2 separate regions of the Bombyx mori genome follow, and region 2 is linked to region 1. A link is a contact called in public Hi-C data. All regions are on one chromosome and are shown on one strand. Each heading gives the region's core, a stretch centred on a gene start, on an enhancer-like site or on the middle of the called end of the contact. The rest is flanking DNA. Distances are from core to core; before and after follow the strand shown.

Evidence for each region. Hi-C and Micro-C count contacts between places; a contact is called where the count stands out from the background.
Region 2: a Hi-C map of whole pupa shows a contact between it and region 1, with 2.8 times the contacts expected there. The contact joins two enhancer-like sites. A contact is called at or near these places in 2 of 7 Hi-C or Micro-C datasets (both in whole pupa).

What each region holds. Positions count from the first base shown.
Region 1 is chr25:8,804,264-8,811,737 of ASM3026992v2, forward strand. It overlaps LOC101744685 (RNA helicase Mov10l1), which reads left to right. Exons shown (of 20, transcript XM_012689512.4): 14 at 89-223; 15 at 536-726; 16 at 1,603-1,757; 17 at 3,025-3,143; 18 at 4,522-4,633; 19 at 5,180-5,356; 20 at 5,737-7,474. The coding sequence ends at 5,961. Among protein-coding and RNA genes, the nearest start is that of LOC101744539, 12 kb to the right of the region's middle. Within about 2 kb of position 3,023, at least 1 of the 8 cell types and tissues checked has open chromatin away from gene starts, as enhancers often do.
Region 2 is chr25:8,853,879-8,861,352 of ASM3026992v2, forward strand. It overlaps LOC101742043 (alpha-mannosidase 2), which reads right to left. Exons shown (of 21, transcript XM_004921845.5): 11 at 5,779-5,952; 12 at 5,196-5,460; 13 at 4,210-4,382; 14 at 3,108-3,326; 15 at 943-1,120; 16 at 74-232. Among protein-coding and RNA genes, the nearest start is that of LOC101742043, 12 kb to the right of the region's middle. Within about 2 kb of position 3,188, at least 1 of the 8 cell types and tissues checked has open chromatin away from gene starts, as enhancers often do.

The DNA.
Region 1 (7,474 bases), core at 1,773-4,272:
TTATGACAGTGTTGCTAGTATTTTGTTCATTATTATACAACTGTCATGGTACGCTTATTTGTGATTAAACAGTTTCGAATTGTTTTAGGGCAACACTACCAGAATGCTTACATGCCTTTTCGAACGGTACAAGTACCAAAGACTTTTGGTCTGTGAGTTTCACAGTTTTCCAGAAATACGCGATCGTCATTACAACGTTATCGCACGCCGCCAAATTCAGCGGGTACGTACGAAAACAAATTTAATAATTAGGTTGTAGGAAAAGACGAAGCGAAGGATGTTTTTGTTTACAATAAAATAATTTTTTCTTACACTATTTTTAATTCAAATGTACTAAAAATTATTTTCAATTTTTTAGTAGAATTTCAATTTACTCAATTTTTAATATTGAATTGTCATCGGTCCTTAATAAGTATACCAAATTTCGAGTTAATCCGACGTTACGAAGGGTGTCAAAATCATGTTCAAAGATTCCGTTACATACTAACATACATACGTCTGAAGCTAATAAAAAATAATTTACTTTTGAAAACAGAAGTTTTAGTAAGAATAGCACGTGCCACATAACGCATCTGTTCATCGACGAAGCGGCCCAGGCTTCCGAGCCTGCCAGTCTCATCCCGATCTGCGGGCTGTTGTCTACCGCTGGTTCCCTGGTACTGGCCGGGGATCCCCTGCAACTGGGACCTGTCATCATTTCACAAAAGGCCAAAGAAATTGGCCTCGGTATGTATTGTATACGCTGTTGAATAACTGTCACCTGTAAGTATTTAAGCTTGTGTATGGTGGCAAAACGGTCGAACTATTACAAAGAAAATTTCTTTAAAAGCTTTCAATATTTGAAAATTGCTATAGATAGATAGATATATTCTTATTTCTCGTTGAGAGAAGTTAGGAATAAAATCGCACGGGGAGGTACCATTGTTTTGCTTATGTCGGCTACGAAGCAATCGTGCGTTTCAGTTTGAAGAGCGCGCAGTTGACTAAATTAATAAATAAATAAAACAATTTTCTGCTAGCAACCAAATGTAACAATACAAGATATAATACTGTCCCTGAAAAAGAAGCGGCAATGGAAATATAAACATTATTCACCGGGAAGTTCTTACTAAGTGAAGCCGCAATCGAAATTAAAGCTAGTTGGAGGATGCGGTCATTGACTTCGACTTACTACCGATCTTTTTAAAGTTTTACTTTCGATACTGCCTTATTTTTACACAAAAACGGTTCTGGGTATACTTGAGATCTTAGAACTTATATCTCAAGGTGGGTTGCGCATTTACGTTGTAAATGTCTGAGCTCCAGTAACCGCTTAACAGCAGGTGGGCTGTGAGCTCGTACATCATCTAAGCAATAAAAAAAAATTAAAAAATCTTACATCCGAACGAAACAGAATAAAAGAAGGTACACATTCATAATATCAAACAACCATCATGACTCAAAATATCGACAAGAAAACATTACAGGAATCGACTGAACGCAACGTCACGAGTTGTGACGTCATTTAGAACAAAAACGTTCGCCAAGTTCAAGTTATTCTCGCAGATTGTGATGAATGTTCAACTGCCTCTTTTAAACGTATAATAAAACGTTTTATTGCAGGTCTATCGCTCATGGAACGTTTGATGAAAACGTTTCCTCAGTACAACGACGTGAAGAACGACTGCAACTATATAATGCTGCTGCGCAATAACTTCAGATCTGATCCGGACATACTGCACATCCCTAACGAGTTGTTCTACAAGGGACAGCTCAGAGTGAGTTTATAGATACGTTTTTTTTTTTAATTTGCACATAACAAATTATAATCATTACAGTACATATGAGGCCTATAAAATCAAAGGCAGCTAAACGCCATAATGTCGTAAAATGGATTAACAATGGCGCTATCTTTTTTAGTTAGTTGGACACCCTTTAGTGTTTTTATGTTATAACAAATGCGGCTAAATCTCTAACAAATTCAGTTCAACAATTTTATTTTTACTCAGTACTGAGTACTAATAAACGAAGTTTTATCATTTAAAATTCAGATTATTAGGAATATTCTCATTCTTTATAAATCTGCTTTAAAATAAAGAATATCGTAGCTATCCGAACAAAGTTATTTCAGCGTGTTGCTAACACTGGCCCTAGCAAGAGCAGTACTTCGATGGATCGGGAGGATCCGTAATGACGGGTTTAGGGCTGATTTTTGTAGTTTACCTGAATATTTGACAAACTTGGATTTAGCTGCCTTTGATTTTATAGGCCTCATATCAGCTAAATCGTACAAGTAGTGCCTAGATCTAATCTGCATTGCAATCTAAATGGTATATGCACTCTGTAAACCCGTATTAATGTACATAGCTTTGGCATTCGAACGAGGTTTAAGGGGAGCCTTTATCGAACTAAATCAACCTTACAACTTAATGCTACGCTCGGCCTACTTTTGCCGCAACAAACAGTAAACAACTAAGAAATCATAATTTCTCGTTCGAGACTAGGATAACCGTTATTGCGATACAACAGACCTCCCGTCTCAAATGACCGAGGAAATCCACCTATATAGACGCCATTAAATATTAAATGAACAAAACTTAAAAAAGCTATACAATTCGCAGCTTTGGTCTCCCCGACAATTTATGATCAAACTTAATATCAGGTAAACGACAGCTAAAATATGAATAAATTTCATTATATCTTGACCCGAAATAAGCTGTTTCTAAATAATATCAACACGAAAAACGGATGTCTCCAGACTGGTAAAATTAATTTATGAAAATGCTGTAAAGTGAGGCAATTCCTCAAGAATATTCCTCGACGCATCTCCGTTCTATGTATACCATTTAAAACCACTACGTTCATCCACAATGCCTTTTCAGAGATCTCATTTGCCAATTACCGGCTTTGGAATGAACTAGAACATGTCCTTCAGCAAACGAAACGGGGAGTATTCAGCCACAGGCAGCGGTGTGGGTCTGCCCCTAACATTGAGGTCCACGAGCGATGCAATATGCAACTTAAAACAATACCGTCTCTCTGCAGGCTCATGCTAGTGAAGATCCGATAAGCAAGACCGATTTATCCGGCGAGAAACCATCCAGTCGCGCTATTATGTTCCACGGGGTCCTGTCTAAGGAACAGAAAGTTGGCATGTCACCGAGGTTAGTTGACTTATGATGTTAGACACTGCTGATATCGTTACTTGTCGTGGTCCAGGATAAAATATTAAAAAAACTAAATAAAAAAAGTAGTAGTTGGGCGCTCGGTGTCTCGTTTCGTGGTTTCAGAGGACTGTAAACACCATACATATCGACACTTCAAAGGCAAACATGACTAAGCGACAATGCATGAACTTTACAGTAGACTAATTTAAAGTTGAAATACCTGAAAAAAAATCTATTTTAACGAATCTAGTTGTATGATTGAAATGATTTTAATAGAACTAGAAATATATATTTTTTGCATCGAATATGGTTATTGCCTATCAGTTTGCCTTTCAAGGGTCGATATGTATGCCATCGCCAGAGACACTAGCTCGAATGCACAGTTGTATTGTTTTTTTTTTTCTAACTAAGCTGCTTATTAGCCTTGAGAGGCTATTTCAGCTTCAACCTAACGTGTAGGTGAGCTCACGGGACTCAAACCGGAAGTGTTGCTAACACTGGCCCTGGCAAGAGCCGTACTTCTCAGAATCTACCACCGAATCGGAAACGCGACCCACTGAGAAGATCCGGCGAGAAACTCAGTGGGCTTGTATTGTATAACAGTCGTCTCGCTCTCGTAACAGAAAGGCGGATAATAATAAATAATAAATAAATAATAATAAATATTTACACTAACGATCACGTCACGTTAACTGGTCCCGTGCTAAGTTCGTAAAGAACTTGTGTTACAGGTACCAGATAACGGAAATAAATATAAGATCTTTATTATGCACATACGTATACATAATATACATCCATAACCCTGGAAAAGACATTTTATATTTATCATACAAATATCTTCCCTTGGCGGGATTTGAACCCGCGACCCCCTTGTGTAGTAACCATGTCACTTGCCACTACACCAGACGGCCGTTTACGGATGGTGACGAAACATTGTAACTTGCATAATTAGTGGTGGCAGGGCGACTTGTGAGCTCGCGTCGGGTACGTACAACCACCCTGCCTATATCTGCCGTGCCAATAGCTAGGTATGTGTTTCGGTTTGAAGACTGGCGCAGCCGTTGTACCGTAAAACTAAGATTTATGGGCTCTGGTAACCACTTGGCACCAGGTGGGCCGTGAGCTCGTTTACCCATCTAAGTAATAAAAAAAGAAAAAACCTGCTTTGCGCTGATATTTCTTATCTGCAAAAAATAAAGGTACCACTTAATCATCGTAGCATCACGATTAAAATGTTTTAATTATTTATTTGATTCAAAACATTATATAAATAGACGTTTTTAGACCAAATCTCTAACAAAACCAAACATATGTAATAAAGTTTAAGTTTATATGTAATGGCTGTATCGGATACTTCATTTTTTTTTTGTTTCAGCTTCTACAATAACTCTGAGTTAGAAATCGTCCAGATGTACATAACGTTTCTCGTGAACGATCATAGAATCCAACTGGAAGATATCGGCGTCATCACTCCGTACATCCGACAAGTATGTTTGATGTCTTAAAATATAACGTATTTATAATGTTTATTGTCAGATTATTAAGATAGAAAACAGCATTCATTGTTACGAGATTATCAATGAAAATGCAAAGAATCAGATAACTTAATAACATTAATCCTATTAAGTCGCACTGGTTCGTGTTATTGTCTCTAAATAAATAATGCAAATTGCTTCGTACTTTTACGTTAATTTACGGAGCAGTAAACAACTGCGAGTCGGGCCCCTTGTGTGACGGAACTCCAGTAACCAACTTTATAATACACTAGATGTACCCGTCCGTTTCGCTGGGCATTTAAAATTAACATTATTATTTCTCACCCCCACGAAGATTCTCATCATTAACGCCCCCCGCAACTGGTGTAGGGAGTCCAATACTCATATAAATATTAGCCTATCCATTAAGTACATGTATTTTCTACATGGATACCAAGTTTCAAATCAATCGGATGAATGGTTTAGTAGTTATAATAGAACATCCGTAAAAACCACTGTAGATTTATACATTAGTATAGATCAAACATTTTCTCTCAGGCCTATCACATCAAGAAATGGCTCTCGAGCAATAATTACGAAAAAATTGAAGTCGGCACAGTCGAGTCGTTCCAAGGGAAGGAAAAGCGCGTCATCGTCGTGTCCACGGTTCGAGCCAACAACGACCTCCTCGCGCACGACGCCAAGTTCCAGCTCGGCTTCCTGGTTGATGATAAGGTAAAGCTTATTGAACTTTGACATTTGTTTTTTTTTATTGCTTAGATGGGTGGACGAGCTCACAGCCCACCTGGTGTTAAGTGGTTACTGGAGCCCATAGACATCTACAACGTAGACGCGCCACCCACCTTGAGATACAAGCTCTAAAGTCTCAGTATAGTTACAACGGCTGCCTCACCCTTCAAACCGAAACGCATTACTGCTTCACGGCAGAAATGGGCAGGGCGGTGGTACCTATCCGCGTAGACTCACAAGTGGTCCTACCACCAGTACCATTTGTATTTTACTTGCATCGCTTTTAGTACATCGATCTAAGTTTATAGCATTGTAATGTTATTAAGCGGAAGCGTTCCTGACTCAACTGTATTTGCACTCCGCAGCGTTTCAATGTGGCGCTGACACGTGCGAAAGCCAAACTTATCATTATTGGCAACCCCTTGTGTCTCCGGAAGGACAAGAAGTGGCAACTCTACATGCAGATGTGCCGCGAACTTGGCACCTATTTTGGTTTTGACAGTGACAACATTGAAACCGACGAACTGGACCGAAAGGTCGATGAGATCCTGCCGCTTTTCAGACACATTGAGGTTTCAAAACAAGAATAGACGGATGTTTTACAAAACATCTTTTTTTTTTAAAAGGCACAACATTTTTATTTTTTTTATTTGACGATAACGTTAATCATTTTTTTTATACATTTTTATATATATATATTATATATTTTTTCGTAGCGTTTGTACGACGTTCTTAATTATATAACTACTAATAAATAAAATATGTTCCAATTAGTAGAAAAATATTGTATCTGATGAATCTCAATACGCTCATTAGTTTGTGAGTTTTAGCTCGTTTATTAGTATTAATGTTAGACAGCAATCCCTCTTAGAGTTCGCCATCGACAAGTTACGCACATCAGGCCCTAGAGAGAGACAGTCGACTTTATAGTGTCCTCCTTTGTTCACGCACTCATGACGTAACGTTAAATTCTCGGTTACGTGAGCCCAATATTACCAATAACTCCAAGATAACCCAAAATAAATGAATCCGTAAGTTAGATCGGTGGTTTAACTATTTAAATGGCGGCTGTAATGCCTGTTCAGTATAATGAATGCCCGAGCTGTGTATACACTTTTCTTGTGAAGCGTTAGACTTCAACAAGCAGCACGATATTTTAATTGATCGATTAATTTCCATAAATTTTCAGAAACACTCCTACTGTGTCTCTCTGTATCAACTGAGGCTTTTTAATATAATCCTTACTACCTCATTTTCTTTTAACTGACGACCCACCGCTATATAAGACCGGCAATTGCTTTATTTTAAATTTTAATTATATTATTATAGAATTGTAAGGATGGAAAATATTCGAAGAAGGCTAATGGTGACAATATAAGGGTTTAGAAATCGGTAATTATAGAAATGTGATGCCGAATTAATTGGAAGAATCGATTTTAAAGTAATCGTGATGTCTCAAAACGTGATACGGTATTGTCGAGAGATTATGTTCAAATGATGTGTTCAAATTATTTTGTAATTATCTCAAACCACAAGCGAGCCAATAGTCATATTATTATGTTAATCGAATCCCAAAGTTAAAATTAGACTAAGTTTAAATATTTGAAGGCTAGAAACACTAATAGTTACTATTTACAAAATATACTGGAACCAAAGTTAAAAATCCTGGTTAAGAGAGGGCCGCTGTGGAGCAATCCGCCTATCTACTATTTAAGTTTTAAATACATGACAGCTTTTATTACTAATTATAATTATCGATGGAAATGTTTTAATTCTTTTATCGAGATATAATAATAAAATCAATCAAATAATATTAATAATCAAATTTATAGAATTAGAATTTCAATAATCATTAAATAACTGTGTTTGTGATTTCGTGTTAGATTTCGATATTAGAATGTTAAATTGTGTGATAGATCGTTTCAAACCATTCGCTACATTTATAAGAGTTTGAGAAACTTGCAATGTCGTTAAAAAATTTATTTTATGAAAAATGTTGCCATGCTGTATACCAAAATGTAAGTCAACTCATGCGCATACCATTACTTTTTAATTACCAAAAATAAAATGCGCATTCAGGCTCACTCTGAAAAACTGCGGCTT
Region 2 (7,474 bases), core at 1,938-4,437, 50 kb after region 1:
CGAACCCCAGCGCGTAACAATATGTTAACTGCCACTAGTACGCTCTGAAAGCTTATGCGGTCGTTCTACAAACCTGCATCCCATTTAAGTCTGTGTAGAAGACGTCTCCGTTCCGGACGCTAGTGGATAGCCGCAGCGCCAGCTCCAGGTCGTCCACCTGCGGGTCGATGAGCAGCGCGCTGCTGACCTCCAGCTCGGCGTGCGGAAGCGACGGGTTGTTGTACACCGTCACCTGCAGAGCGAAACGCACTATATGGCACTAACTTTTTAATACGCTTTTACTAGCTTCAGACGTATGTATGTTAGTATGCAACGGAATCTTTAAACATGATTTTGACCCCCTTCAAAACGTCGGATTAACTCGAAATTTGGTATACTTATTAAGGTCCGATGACAATTCAATATTAAAAATTGAAAAAAAAAATAACATGTAGTTTAAAAATACTAACAAAATACGCTTTTATAAAAAATCCAACTAAAAAATAGAAAATAAATTTTAATAAATTTGAATTAAAAATAGTGTAACAAAAAATGTTTACGATTGACTTCCACGGTGAAGGAATAACATCGTGTAATAAAAACGAAACTCGCAAAATTATAATTAGCGTAATTACTGGTGGCAGGACTGCCTATTTCTGCCCTGAAGCAGTGATGCGTTTCGGTTTGAAGAGCGGGGCAGCCGTTGTAATTATACTGAGACCTTAGAACTCATATTTCAAGGTTTATTTATTTAAGTACGAGTATTTGTATCTATAAATATTATGTATGTTATATATACACATATGTTTAATTAATATCACTATCACACTACTCCTACCAAGGTTCATCTCTGCACCCCCCTAAGGTAGACTGTCAGAGAATGCCCTATGGCATTAAGTCCGCCTTTATACAGTCTAGTAAATAAAGTTATAAATAAATAAATATTCGCAATTTTATATTTACAGAGAGTATAATTTCTGCGGTTTTGGGTCCGACGAGGGCGGCGTAGAGCGTGGACTTGTGTATGCCTTCGGTGACCACGATCTCGGGGTACGGATCCGACTTGAAGTCCTTGGCGGGCCCGCTCGGTATGAACAGGTAGGCTCCGCTGTTGTTGTCCCGCCCCTTCTGCGTGTCGTACCTGCAGTGAGAGCATCAGCAAATTGAGAAGTCACAACAAAACTTCTTTTTCTTTTTCTCCACCTTCTCCAGGTGGGGTCGGCACGGCTAATTTTTCTTTTCCATTCTCTTCTATCACCCGTCATCTCAACACTCATTCCTCTCTCTCTCACATCGTCATTCACACACTTCAGCGAAGTCTTCTTGGGTCGACCTCTTCCCCCTCTACCTTGCACTACCAACGTCGTCGTGGCCTAAAGGATAAGACGTCCGGTGCATTCGTGTTGAGCGATGCACCGGTGTTCGAATCCCAGGCGGATACCAAATTTTTCTAACGAAATATGTACTCAACAACTGTTCACGATCGACTTTCACGGTGAAGGAATAACATCTTGTAATAAAAACCAAACCTGCAAAATTACAATTTGCGTAATTACTGGTGGTAGGACCTCTTGTGAGTACGCACGGGTAGGTACCACCGCCCTGTCTATTTCTGCCGTGAAGCAGTAATGCGTTTCGGTTTGAAGGGTGGGGCAGCCGTTGTAACTATACTGAGACCTTAGGACTTATATCTCAAGGTGGGTGGCGCATTTACGTTGTCTATGGGCTCCAGTAACCACTTAACCAACCAGGTGAGCTATGAGCTCGTCCACCCATCTAAGCGATAAAAAAAAAGTCCATACGTCTCCTAGTCACACGCATCTTCTCTCTACGCATCACAATATGTCTATACCACGCTAACCGTCCGCTTTGTTGATTACCGAGGCTACTTTCACACTTCTGTCACAACAAGACCATGATCACAAAAAATGTATACACTTAAAGTGAATTATTACGGTTTAAACAAATATTTATAAATAAATAAAAGTACAAGTAACAATTAATTGTCATATAGAGAATCCGTTGTCGTGAGCTGAATCATTTTAGTGCTGTGCTTATTTTCACATATTTTACAGAAATTCTTTAGGAATTTTTGAAAAGAAAATTATCTTCATACACAGAATCTTAATTCAATCAATGCTCTAAATTCACAGCAAAATAATTTGAAATGGTTATTTATAAATATTATTAACTAATTAATAATCCTAAGGTCCTCACTTGATACGCATTAACAGAGCGTCGATCTATCGACGGGTCGCGCTCTAAAGGTTAACAAACGTCAATCAATTTAGATATCACTTGTACTGGTTGAGTGACGCGTTGGAAGCCCGCATGGGTAGACGTCACTATCTCGCTTATTTCTACCGCGAAGCAAACATGCATTTCGGTTTAGAGGGTAGAGCAGTCCTTTTACTGTACAATGAAGGCTTCGACCTCATGTCTCAAGGTGGATGGGTACTGCATCTATATTTTAATACGTGAAGCAAAAACTTTGTACCCCTTTTTACGAACTATGCGCGGACGGAGGAGTGTGAAATTTCCACACTTATAGAGAATATAGAGAAGGGGTGAAGAACGCTAACCTTTTTTTTTAATTATACATAAAATCAATAAAAAAATATTAAACACACTACCATGTATTTGACACAACACATACATATAAATATACTCTTTGTTTATTGTCAAATGTCAAAGCTTTTTTGTTGTTTAAATTCTGTGGTCAAATTGACAATAGATTCATATTGTATGTCTTTAATATTATTTATCTATAGTGTGGTATTGGCGAAATCTGTGATTTTATTAAAGAAACATAATAGTGTTTGACAATAGAACCATAATAATGTTCAAACTTATAATTTCAATTAATTATAGTCGAATTTCGACTACTGCGGGACCCCTAGTCCACATTAATCAGTATTATGCAACAACAAAAACTAAGTCGGCAGCCACCCCCCGCGCCCCTCAAGCTTTAATCGCATTACATTGCTCCTGTGCTTGTGTGTCCTCCCTAATGTTTCGCATTGTTTCTTTTGTTGGTGTACAATAAAGAATACTCTCTCTCTCTCTCTCTCTCTTTGTCTCTCTATCTCTATCTCTCTCTCTCTCTCTCTCTCTCCGCCGACACTCACTGCACGAAGTCCATGTGCACGGGTGTGGCCACTCCGTCCCTCGACACAATGGTTTTGACGAGCCCGTTCATGTTGGTGACGACCCTGGTGCTGTTCCCCGCCTGGAAGCTCACGTCCTCGTTGAGTCGCGCCGACGGCTGCTCGATCGGGAATATCTTCGGTAGAACCACGCTCCAGTAGTCCGCGTTGTATATACGGACGTGAGAGAATGACGTGTACCTGTGGATACAAAATTGTTGGCATATTAATACACCTTCGCTTGCCTATTATTATTATTATTTTTATTGTCTTTGTAGGCAGATGAGCATACGGCCCACCTGATGGTAAGTGGTTACCGTCGCTCATGGACGTCAGCAATGCAAGGGGCAGAGCCAAGCCGCTGCCTAGTTGTCTAGTTAGCCGTATACACTCCGGCTAATGGTAGATAGTGACTGTGGTTTACAGACATCAACATTGTCGTGTGTCCGAGCAAAATCGTTGCCAGTCTGCTGGAAAAATCATGGATGTTCAATAAGAACAGTCTGTGAACGCAGAGATCTCTTCTCCGGTTGCGGAGACTGCGATGGGAATAAGGAACAATTCCTTGAAGCACTCTCCATGCAACATGTGGCTAAAGATAGCCAACATTCACTGTATTGTCTACGCGATCAAATAATCGTTATGGAACTAGATGGTATGGAGTTCGTCTGTACATTATTAAAAAATCCGCACGTGCAACTTGGTGAACGTGAATGAAGTGAATCTTCTTTTGCGGTGAAACTTTTTTTGTTTTTCTTCATTTTTCATCATTAAATCAGATTGCTCTTGTAATAGAGAAGAGATATAAGAGATGCGACATCTTCAACATTTATATTATATATTTTTTAAATTATAGATAGAAAAATAAATATATATATATTTTTAAATACTTCTTAAAAATATAGGACGCTACTCGTTGCTAACACTCACGCTGGCCTGTAACAGGTGTACAACGCGCGTGCGTTCGAGTGCCACGCATTCACTCTCGCTCTGTCTCTTTCTATTCCATGGTAGCGTTATACGTTTAACGCAACTGTGTTGGAAGTCGCATCAGAAGTTTCACTTCAAAAAAATGAAAACTCACTTGTTGATACTCATCGCGTCCCTCAGTGACACCGAATAGACGGTTAAAGCGAGAGGTCCGATGGTGACCGGGAAGGACAGCTGGTACTTATTGTTGGCGAGACCCAGACGCCTCTCCCCTGCCACCACGGGGGATACTTGTGCCATTATCGGTTCACCCTCTGGATCAAAAACCTAAAAATATAACTGATTTTCAAGTACCCGCATTTGGTTGTATAACACGTTTTCTGCCGCGAAGCAGTAATGCGTTCCAGTTTGAAGCGTGAGGCAGCCACTGTAGAAAAAGGAGACTTAAAGCTCATGTCTCAAGGTGGGTGGCGGCATTTATTTTGATGGTATTTGTGGACTCCTGTAACCACATTTGGACGGAGAGCTATTTCACCCATTTAAAAAACAAAAAAAAACTTGTATTCTGGCAGGACTTTTTAGAGATAATAATATTGTTATCCGTAATCTTTGTTCTCACAATCTTTTATATGAAGCTTCACTCTACTTATCGAGGTGTGAAAAGCTATTTGGTTTAAGCGACATTTATTTTTGTACTTAAAAGTGCGTTTTATTTCGTACTAGCGACCCGCTCTCGCTTCGCTTCGGAAACTGTAATTTATTATTGATTTCTCCACTATTTAATGGATGTTATTATACATATAAACCTTTCTCTTCAATCACTCTATCTAATAAAAAAAAACCGCATCAAAATCCGTTGCGTACATACATAAGGATATAGGGACAGAGAAAGCGACTTTGTTTTATACTATGTAGTGATTAGCATCAACGGTTCGATGTTTTTAATTGAGTTTCAATTAAGTTTACTCTATTGAAATAGCCGAAGAAGATTATTTTTCCAAATTTGAATTTCCAATTTCCAAAATTAAAGTTATGATATTTTTTTCAAATTTTAAACTTTAAATGGCTCTCCATTAAGTTTGCAAAAATGTCGCTTAACCCAAATAATCTTTAATACCCCGATATTGGTTTCTTACTAACTTCAACGTGCGGGGTTGACACTAGCACTGTTAATATTTCTTGTCTTCTGAACGCCAGCGCGTTGTAAAGCACGAGGCGCCTGGAAGGAGACACCACGTCCAAGGCAATCGTGATCCTGGAGGGTATTTCGTCGTGCCGCCGCCAGATGTCGTCCACATCGAGGAATATGTCCTCTTGCGTTTGATCCTGTATATGCGGCTGCTTCAGCAAGTAGTAGGCAGCTTGTTGGATGGCGGATTGACTGTATTTTATTGCTGTTAGCATCCTGCAATGTAACTGTTTCACTGTTTCACTGGTGGTAGGACCTCTTATGAGTCTGCACGGGTAGGTACCACCACCCCGCCTATTTCTGCCGTGAAGCAGTAATGCGTTTCGGTTTGAAGGGTTTGAAGGGTGGGGCAGCCGTCATAACTATACTTGAGACCTTAGAACTTATATCTCAAGGTGGGTGGCGCATTTACATTTTAGATGTCTATGGGCTCCAATAACCACTTAACACCAGGTGGGTTGTGAGCACGTCCACTCACATTGACACAAAAAAAAATTGTAGTACAAAAGAATGCATAAACAAATTAGAGCTCACTTCTTGGCGTAGTCCTCCCTGACCTCGTCCCTGGAGGTGCCGGTGATGCCGTCGTGATGCTGGAACAGGGAGAGCGACCTGCGGGCCTGCTCGACCCGGTCCCTCAGCTGAAGCGACATTATGTACGACACAGCATGCGTGTCCGTCGCTTGAGCTGTTATTATTTCGGCTGCCCTGTAGTAAACAGATTTATTAAACTCTTAATATCTATATATTAATAAGTGACGCAAAAACTTTGTACCCATTTTTACGAAAATTGCGTGGAAGGAGGAGTATCTAATTTCCCACACTTATAGAGAACTAGCTGTACCCGTCTTCTTTTCTGGGCATTTAAGATTAACATTATTATTTCTCACCCCCACAAAGATTCTCAACATTAACGCCCCCGCAACTGGTGTAGGAAGTCCAACACTCATATAAATATTAGCCTATCCATTAAGTACATGTATTTTTGACATGGATACCAAGTTTCAAGTCAATCGGATGCATGGTTCAGTATTTATAACGGAACATCCGTAAAAATCACTGTAGATTTATATATTAAGTATAGATATAAAGAAGGAGTGCAGAATGTTAATATTTTTTTAAATTATGCATAAAAAATTCATTAAATCAATTAAAAAACATTACTCTACCATGTATTTGACACACACACGCATGCATATTATTTGTTTATTGTCAAACTGAAGTCGTCGTGGCCTAAAGGATAAGACGTCCGGTGCATTTGTATGAAGCGATGCACAGGTGTTCGAATCCCGCAGGCGGGTACCAATTTTTCTAATGAAATACGTACTCAACAAATGTTCACGATTGACTTCCACGGTGAAGGAATAACATCGTGTAATAAAAATCAAACCCGCAAAATTATAATTTGCGTAATCACTGGTGGTAGGACCTCTTGGGAGTCCGCACGGGTAGGTACCACTACCCCGCCTATTTCCGCCGTGAAGCAGTAATGCGTTTCGGTTCGAAGGGTGGGGTAGCCGTTGTAACTATACTGAGCTATACTGAGACCTTAGAACTTATATCTCGAGGTGGGTGGCGCATTTACGTTGTAGATGTCTATGGGCTCCAGTAACCACTTAACATCAGGTGGGCTGTGAGCTCGTCCACACATCTAAGCAATAAAAAATAAAAAAAAAACTTATGGTCAAACTCTTATGGTCAAACTAAGAATAGATTAAATATTGTTTGTCTTTATTAATATTTGTCTAACGTGTAATCTTAGCGAATTATGTGATTATAGAAGTATATTATTAGTCTTTGACAATAGAATCATAATAGTGTACAAACTTATAATTTCAATTAATTATAGTTGAATTTCGACAACCAGGGGATCATTAGTATAAATGATTAGACCTTTGTTTGGATATCAACATATTCAACATAAATAAAAAATCAAGTTTATATTCTAATTAAATACAGGCAGGTACGTTCACAGTCGAAACAGAGTTGATAATTCAGTCCTACTAAAAACAATTTGATGATAAATTTTAAAAAGTATTGCCAGATCAATAGTTTCATAACAGATGATCTTTGTGGTGCAAATTGTAAAAGTTCTGTACTTAAACCGGTTCTTTCTTTTTATACATTTCAAATAGTAATGTGTAATGAAAATGTGTTTAATATGTAATGGAATGTGTTTCGTTAGCCCAAATTACCAAAATAATCAATTTTTGAAAAATAAAAACCGGTA